Regions from separate parts of the Sus scrofa genome. Here all the other regions are linked to region 2. A link is a contact called in public Hi-C and HiChIP or PLAC-seq data. All regions are on one chromosome and are shown on one strand. Each heading gives the region's core, a stretch centred on a gene start, on an enhancer-like site or on the middle of the called end of the contact. The rest is flanking DNA. Distances are from core to core; before and after follow the strand shown. Region 1 has its middle 22 kb from the start of RCBTB2. Region 2 holds the start of ITM2B (integral membrane protein 2B). Region 3 overlaps RCBTB2 (RCC1 and BTB domain-containing protein 2).

The links. Hi-C and Micro-C count contacts between places; a contact is called where the count stands out from the background. HiChIP or PLAC-seq counts read pairs in DNA pulled down with a chosen protein or histone mark.
Region 1: an H3K27ac HiChIP or PLAC-seq map of alveolar macrophages shows a contact between it and region 2, with 3 times the contacts expected there. The contact joins the enhancer-like site here to the promoter of ITM2B in region 2. A contact is called at or near these places in 1 of 5 promoter capture datasets (fetal liver), 7 of 47 Hi-C or Micro-C datasets (embryonic fibroblasts, fetal heart ventricle, heart right ventricle and 4 more) and 2 of 2 datasets of contacts at active chromatin or transcription factors (alveolar macrophages and skeletal muscle).
Region 3: a contact with region 2 is called in a Hi-C map of heart right ventricle, with 1.8 times the contacts expected there. The contact joins the enhancer-like site here to the promoter of ITM2B in region 2. A contact is called at or near these places in 2 of 5 promoter capture datasets (fetal liver and liver), 1 of 47 Hi-C or Micro-C datasets (heart right ventricle) and 2 of 2 datasets of contacts at active chromatin or transcription factors (alveolar macrophages and skeletal muscle).

What each region holds. Positions count from the first base shown.
Region 1 is chr11:19,058,321-19,061,090 of Sscrofa11.1, forward strand. No RefSeq gene overlaps it. Among named protein-coding and RNA genes, the nearest start is that of RCBTB2, 22 kb to the right of the region's middle. Within about 2 kb of position 1,406, at least 8 of the 83 cell types and tissues checked have an H3K27ac peak or open chromatin away from gene starts, as enhancers often do. A contact at or near this core is called in alveolar macrophages and fetal liver, where this site is marked.
Region 2 is chr11:19,376,202-19,378,989 of Sscrofa11.1, forward strand. ITM2B (integral membrane protein 2B) reads right to left here and starts at 1,498. Exons shown (of 6, transcript NM_001042375.1): 1 at 1,382-1,498. The coding sequence starts at 1,498.
Region 3 is chr11:19,117,170-19,119,935 of Sscrofa11.1, forward strand. The region is part of intron 3 of RCBTB2 (RCC1 and BTB domain-containing protein 2); the gene reads left to right. Among named protein-coding and RNA genes, the nearest start is that of RCBTB2, 37 kb to the left of the region's middle. Within about 2 kb of position 1,317, at least 39 of the 83 cell types and tissues checked have an H3K27ac peak or open chromatin away from gene starts, as enhancers often do. A contact at or near this core is called in alveolar macrophages, liver and skeletal muscle, where this site is marked.

The sequences.
Region 1 (2,770 bases), core at 156-2,655, 320 kb before region 2:
TTGGTTAAACATGCAAGACAACTGGGTGTCACAAGACTCCCAGGCAAGGCTCACCCATGTCCCTAAAAGCCCACCTCACTCAGATGGCTTGAGCTAGCAGTGCCCAGAAAGGGCAGGCACCGTCTGTAATTAAAAAGGACCTTGGCACTGGCTGACACGCAATGGCCTGAACGTGGCTATAGCTGTTTACAGTTGTCAGTGATTCCAGGAAATTATTTTCTGATGCCATTTCACTAAGAAAATCATGTGATTTCCTTATAGCCAGTTAATTATTGGCTGGTCTTGAATAAATGGTTACACTTAAAGCACAGGTGAAATATGTAGGAAAATAATGCACAGCTCCCATTGACCCTGGCTGTGTCAGGCACTGAACGCTTTTTCAGAGTTGCGTCAGAGAAGGAAGATGAGGTTAAAAGAAAAAGCATGAACTAATGGTTTTTGACTTTGAAAATCCCAATTCCTGTTTCAAACAATGTGTGCTCTCCCTGTGATGCCCCCCTCCCATCCCCAGTAAGTGGCTACACTTTTGTTTTTGGATATAAAAACTGCCTTCAGGCAAGTTTGAACTTGTGTTGGTTGTCTCCACTAGGGCCTTTGAATACTTGTTTAATTGGAACTGAAATAGAACGGTTTGCTCCTGGTAGAAGGAATTCCAGCATTAGGGACAGGGGTGGGAAGTGGCTTTTCCAGAGGGTGGGGTCTGTGGCTGAGACAGCTGGGCAGGTGTGAAAGGAGCACCACAGGTGCCACTCAGCCCTTCTGCCCACTTTGCCTGCACCTGGGCTCGGCCCAAACAGAATGTCAGTGTCAAGGGACCTGCTATGTTCAAGGGACTGAAAGTTACAATATCATCTACAACAATAAAAACCACAAGATTGCTTTCTACTACCAGCCCTCTTGTGTCTTCTAAAATTGGGAGCATCTCAAAGTACTTACATGTATGCCTGTGTCTGTCTGTCTGTGTATATATATATGGGTGTGTGCTATGTATAGAATGTTAGATATAAATATATTTAAACACACAATTAACTGAAAAAATAGAAGGCTTACTCTATCAGGAACTGTATATCCTGCCAGGAAAGAATCTGTCATCACCCCCCACCAAAGGCAGAGTTACTGATTAAATGCCCATGTTCATGTGACATCTGCCTGAGCATACAAAACAGCCTGCAGCTCTCGCTGAGTTTACCATGTGTATTACACACTAGCGTGGGTCCTTCCATAAAGGGAAATCAGACTGAGACGTGAATGGCAAGGGCTGGGCAGTTGGCCAAATTAATACAGACATACTCAGTCTATGGTTAATAGAGACAAGTGTCCACCCTGCGGGATATCATGGCCTTGGCTGTGCCCTACTTCTTCATTTCATGTAGGCTGGTTATGAGCCTGACCCACTGGTAAGCTGACTTACTCAGGCACTGGCTTATTCCAGACTAAACCACTGGCTTCCTATTTCCAGATGATAACACCAAATGCAATGGGCTGAATATTTATGTCCTCCAAACATTCCTCTGTTGAAATTCTAACCTTCATTGTGATGGATTTAAGAAGTGGGGCTTTTGGGAGATGGTGTTTTTCTTGCATGGTCATGAGAGGAGAGTCTTCCTGAACGAGCTTAGTGCCCTTGTGAAAGAGACCCCAGAGAGCTTCCTCACCCCTCCTACCACGTGAGGACACAGCAAGACGACAACCGTCTATGAACCAGGAAGCAAGCCCTCGCCAGACACTGAATTTACCGGTACTTTGGTCTTGAACGTCCCAGCTTTCAGAGCTGTGAAAAACACAATTCTGTTGTGTAAGCCATGCAGTCTGGGTATTTTTGTTACAGCAGCCAGAACAGACTAAGACCCAAGGAAAAGAAAGGCAGTGTTTATTACACACAGGTGCTGTCTAACAATGCTGTCATCCTGGTACTGAAGAAAGTGACCAAGAAACCGGTGAGCTGAAAAGTTATTGGAAAGCTCCCTCCAGTTTACTGTTAGCTGGAAAACTCAGCCCTAGCCCACCTTCACATGGAGCTGTTGCGAGGGGGTTCTCCAAGTCAAGAGGGTGAGAGGAAGGAGGGAGCAGAAGACACTATCATCCACGGTCCACAGGATTCTTACTTGCCTCTCTTCACCCCCAATGTGTGTTCCAGAGGATCAGCCCCAGAGCTGCCAGAGTGACAGCATCTAAGGCTCTCAGGAGGGAACTTTCGAGATTAAAACCTATATCCTAAGCCTCAGGAGCAGCTGGGCCAGGCTCTGCCCAGGATAACACATGCTCCCCACTTGCCCAGGAGTCCAGGAGCCCATCCTCCAGGCACTTCCTTGGTGACTCAGATCTCAGGAGGCTTGGTGACCCTTGGGATGATAATGGTTTTGAAGCTTGTGACAAACTAGCTGAAAAGGAAAAAAATGTCAGCCCCATACACCCCTTCCCCAGAGGAATTGTATGTCTCAGAAAGAGTTCTAAAGAATACCACATTGGGGCATTCCTCTCGTGGCTCAGTGGAAATGAATCTGACTAGCATCCATGAGGACAGAGGTTCAATCCCTGGCCTTGCTCAGTGGGTTAAGGATCCGGCATTGCTGTGAGCTGGCATGTAGGTCACAGACACAGTTTGGATCCCGTGTTGCTGTGGCTGTGATGTAGGCCGGCAGCTACAGCTCTGATTGGACCCCTAGCCTGGGAAACTCCATGTGCTGCAGGTTCAGACCTAAAGACCAAAAAAGGAAAAAAGAATACAATATCAGAGTTCCCACTGTGGTACAGTGGGATCAGTAGCGTT
Region 2 (2,788 bases), core at 248-2,747:
AAAACAATACCAATACCAAAACTCTTAATCCTTTTAGGGAATCAGTCCACTTCCTATTTCAGGGCAAGGCAGTCATTTAAAACTCAACTCCTCGTGTTTGTGTTTTTAACTAGAATATTTCCAAAAAATGAGTACAGGCACGTCCAAACCAACATGTTATTTTTCACACACTTTCTTACAGTGTGTTTTCCTTTGAATAGCAGTAATTTTCATCAGACCATATAAAAAATGCTTATTACTCATACCTGCACAAACTATTTTTTTAAAGGTAAAACTCAGTTTTAACTTAGTTAAAACACCCTACTTATAACAGGTCTGGAAAAATGCTAACGAAAAATTCAGAAATAAACGATGCAACCTAAATAACTTCTACAATTAATTTCTCTAGGATTAAATTTTAGCAGCCTAAAAGATCTGGTAGAAAGAGGCTGTGAGGCTTTCCTATTTAACTTCTGCGACAATTACCATCATGTCTCAAATGATATTGTAAGCACTAAAACTTAGCACAATTACGGTTCCTTTCGTCATTTTTGCTTAGGGCTAAAAGAGAGATTTTTCTAAAATTAAGGACCATTTAAAAAGGGACATAGGACAAGTTTCTTAACGTTTAGTTTCACTTAGCGTAAGGGGTTCTCGTAAAGATACTGATATAATTTAAAATTAATTGTCGGTTTTGCACTAACATCCACATGGTAATTACTGATCTTCACCGGGCATATGTGCTTTAATTATAAATTAACAGCCAGAACCAACTGAGCAGACCGTCACCTTGCTTTCTCCCCTCACCCGCTCCCTTGCCCCGTCTCCGGACCCCACCGTGAACTTCGTCTGCCAGTACCGAAAGGCCGTGGGAAATGAGAAGGTGAAGAAGAAAAGGCTTTTAAAATTAAGAGGCTTACAGGAGCCAGACTTAGTCCAAGGGCTGTTTAGCCTGGAAACGAAAGTAAGAAGCAAGAGAGGTTTAGGCTTGTTATGATGTCAGCCATTTTAGACACATTATTTATACTGGGAGGAAGTGCCAAACTCTGTTGTTGTTTTTGTTGTTTTGCATGTCGTCGCTGGGCTCCAGGTCCACCGAACCCAGTCCCGGCCCCACGCACATTCCCCGACTGCACCAACGACCGTGCACTCGGCACAGTTCTCCAACGGGCCTCCTCGCTCCAGGCCTCCCCCAAGCCCCCGCTCCCGGCTCCGCTTTCTGCACACGCACTTTCTCACAAAGAAGCTGCGCCGGACAAGAAAGGGGAGCAGCCTGCGAAAAAGGAGAGGTCGGCCCTCTCGGGGAGCCTGTCCCGCGCCTCCTCGGGCGCAGAGCCGCCCCGGCCCCACCAGCTCTCCCCGCGGGCCCAGCGCCCTCTCCCCCGAGCCCTGGCCCTCGGACCTTGCAGTCCACCGCGACGGTGTCGGGGGGGATGATGAGCGCCTCCTCTCCGCTCTTGGGCTCGTCCTTCTTGGCCTCCTTCTGGGCCAGAGCCGAGTTGAACGTCACCTTCACCATGGCGCGGCCTGGGGCGCCCTCGGCGGCGGCTGCGGGCTCGGGCGCGGGCTGCGGGCTCCTGCTACGGCTGCAGCCTCCTCGGCAGGGCTCCGAACGCGGCTCAGCAGCAACCGGAGACAAGCAGCTCCGCAGCGACAGAGGTGGCTACTGCTGCAGGGTTACTGAAGCCTCGCAGCTCCCAGGCGAGGGCGGCGACGGCTCGCTCGGCCCCCCTCCCCCGAAGGCGGGGCCAGAGGCGGGCAAACCGGGAGGGGGGCACAGGGGGCGGGGTCGGAGGCGGGCCGGGCGGGGTCGAGCAGGCCGACCCGACGTGCAGATGTGTTGGGGAGTCTGACCCTGGGTGGAAGGAGGGATCCGGCTGGGAAGGAAGGGGTCCTTCTGCGTGCGGGCGTGAGTTTTGCAGTTCTGAATTCGTTTCCAATCAGTTTGCCACTGAGCACAAGGTTGCAGCTTTGGAGCAAAAGCAGGTGAACTTTCCTGGGTGCGCCGCGGACAATGGATTAACCTCTGGCAGCAGCAGCCCACCATTCCCTGCCTGGTGTCAACCAGGAATCGAAAGGCCGTGGAATTTGGGGGCGTTTACACCTCCATTTTCTCACTTTATTATGGAACCGGCTCAGTGGAGCAAAGAAATGTTGAATTCGCTCTATCCAAGTGATCTGACTACTTTATCTTCCCGGACCTCACCCAAGGGCGTTACTCTACTCAGACTTGCCTTTTCTTCTCCACCCTCCACCCCACCTCACCCCCGCCCCTCACCCCTCGCCCCCCGCCCTCGCAAGGTCAGTGGCTGCCCTGCCTAGTCCCAGAGCAGTTCGGAGGAAGACTCTTGGCAGATTTGTGTTTCATACATCTCAGATTTCGGAAACAAAATGTTCCCTACTTGTGTCGACTTGGACAAAACCCACATGCACACAAGGCTGATTTGTGATTCATATTTGATGATGAGTCTTTTGTAGCTTTCTGCAAAATTTAAAAAATCTTATGGATAATGCAGAGTTATGTTTGGAAGAGATTTCGTTTGCAACTAATTGGAGAGAGGATTCTGGCTCGCACTGTTACTGGGTTAATGACTGTGTCAACAGATGGCTCTTTGGATAAATGGTTGATCTTGTACCCTTTTTCCACCCGCCTCTGTCCTGGTTCAACCCTGGATGTGGGTGTACCCTAGAATGTTTCAGCTGCGTCAGCTCTTCCCTGAGTCAACCATGAAAAAAGTAGACTGAGTCTGAGGTTCTGGGGGATTTGGCTCTGCTCAAGGAGGGGGTTAGGTCTCTTAGTCTCTGCATA
Region 3 (2,766 bases), core at 67-2,566, 260 kb before region 2:
TTGTCAATGGGTGATTTTCTGCATTTATATTATTTTGGTCAATACCAGTGAGTTTTCTCATTTGAAATTTTCTTGTTTTTAATTGTGGCTTTTTATTTTCTGCCTAGAGAAGTTCCTTTAGTAGTTGTAGAGCTGGTTTGGAAGTGCTGAATTCTCTTAGCTTTTTCTTGTCTGAAAAGCTTTTGCTCTCTCCATTGAATCTGAATGAGAGCCTTGCTGGGTGTAGTATTGGTGGTTACATTTAATGTTGTCCCAGATGTCTCTTAGACGCTCTTCAGTTCTTTTCATTTTCTTTTTTTTCCCCCTCTGGCATTGATTTCCGTCATTCTGTCTTCCACCTCACTTATTCATTCTTCTGCCTCCATTATCCCGCTGTTGATTGCTTCTGGTGTGTTTTTCATCTCAGATGTTGTGTCATCCATCTTAGTTTGCTTGTTCTTTAAATCTTTTAAGCTCTTTGTTAAACATTTCTTGTAACTTCTCTATCTGTGCCTCTATTTTTTCCCCGAGATCTTGGATCATCTTTACTATCATCACCCTGAACTCTTTTTTAATTAGATTACCTATCTCCTCTTTATTTACTTGTTTTTTTGTGTGTTTTTGTCTTGTTTCTTTGTCTGAAAGCTATTTCTTTGTTTTGTAAGGTCTGACTGTCTGCATTTATTGTCCCCTTGACAGCAGGTATGTAGACGCAGCAGCTGGTGCCTAGTCTTGGAGGTCTCGGGGTGGTAGTGGCTCACGTGTTCTCAGAGCCCATGATAGGAGCAGTGGTATTATGCTACCTCCTCTGGAGCCAGGTGGCTGCTAGGAATGGGGCCTATGAGAGAGTTGGTGATGGTTCACAGGATTGCTTTTGTGGTCAGGGGGCAGCACTGGCTCCTGAGACCTGTCTAGCTGTTAGGTAGCTCTCAGGACGATGTCCTGTAGTTGGCACCTGAGCAGCCCCTCCTCTAGATCGTCCCTTTGTCAAGGAGCCCCTTGGGACTGCTCCCTATAGTGGGGGCAGGGGCCTTTCTTTAATCTCTCCCTTTGTTTGGCTGGTCTAGGGAGTCTTCTCTGTAGCCCTAAGGATGGGGGCTGCTCCCTAAATGTTGCTCAAAAGCTCTCTCTGTAGCTGTAGGACCTGCAGTGTTCTGGCAGTCCCTTCCCTTACTGGGCAGATAACAGAGTGCTTCCTGTAGCCACAGCAAAGTAAAATGTGCACCAGCAGGGCCCTCTCAGCCCTTTTGAGTAGCTGTGCAACTTAACCCTGCTTCTGCAGTGCCCTGCTTGATTGTTGGCAGAGGTCATGGAGCTTGTGCTATTCTCGAGATCACTCCGCCTGCTCACTGTGCCTTTGAGACTCCCAGAACTGTTTGTGGTGTTTCTGAAATAACTTTGCCAGTTCAGTGGGCTTTTTGCAGCTCTCTGCCCACCCAGCAGGCCCCTCGCGACTCTCGGAATTACTTGTGCTGTTTCCAAAATAACTTTCTCTGCTCCCTAGGCAAATTGTGACTCTATGCCCACCCGGAAGGCCCCTGGCGACTCTGGAACCATCCACACCGTTTCCGAATTCACTTTGTTGGCCCCCTAGGCAGATCACAGCTCTTTGACTGCCCAGAAGGACCCAGACCCTTGCAATTGCCCAGGGTTTGTGCTGTTTCCGAAATAACTTTCGCCACCCCCTATGCAGATCATGGCTCTTTGCCGACATACCAGGCCATGCATGACTCCCTGAGCCTTCTGCACTGTTTGCAGCAATTGCTTCAGTGTTCCCCTGCCTGGCTGCTGTCGTGGGGCCTGTGTTATTCCCGAGTTCCCTCTGCCTGCTCCAAGGGTTCCCTATTCTTGCTCCACTTTCTCTGTAGCCTGAAGGGCTGTGGGCTTCTCCCCAACTATTGCTAAGTAGCTGCTGCTCAAGGATACATCCTGGAGCTGGAGTAGTTGGCGTGTTGCAGCCTGAGAGCACTTGCAGAGGGTAAGATTCCAGTGGTAGATCCTGCTCCTTCCTGCCAGGCCTCCCCCAGCAGTGGTGCACATCTTCCAAGTCCAACCGTCTTTCCTCAGCTTACAGCCACAGATGTGGACTTTCCAGACTCTAGTCCTTCCAGGCTGTCTCCATGCTATTAATCCTAGTTTTTCCCCGTGTAGCCAGACCCAGCTCTCTCTCTGAGTCTGATCTCCAAAGCTGGAGTTTCAGTTCCTGGCTGCTGGCTGCACCAGCCTGTGGTTGGGAAATGCAGGCCAGTGACGGTGACAGGAATGCTTCCACTTTAACTGCTTTACATCAGTTGTTGTGTTCTTCTCCGGTCCTCCAGAGTTCCCCCTCTGTCCTGGCTGGTTTCCTCGCTGGTGGGGTACTTTCCAGGGGGTGAGGGTTTTTCCTTTTTCCAGCTGCTTCCTAGGGGTACGAGTCCAGGCCTGCTTTATTTCTCTTTTTCTTTCCTTTTTTCTTCGGTCCTGCTCAGTTTTGTGAAGTTTTCTTGTTCTGTCAGAATCCTGGGGTCTTTTGTCGGCATTCAGAAAATTTTCTCTGTGAATTGTTCCACATATAGATGGAATTTCAGTGTATTTGTGGGAGTAGGCGAACCTCATGTCCTCCTCTTCCGCTGTTGTCATTTTCTTTCATTTTTAAAGTTTTCTTTTAGGGAATCTGCATGCTGTTCTCCATAGTGGCTGCACCAGTTGCATTCCCACAAGCAGTGTAGAAGGGTTCTTCCCCTTTATACCCTCGCCAGGATTTGTTGTTTGTAGACTTTTTGATGGTGGCCATTCTGATAGGCGTGA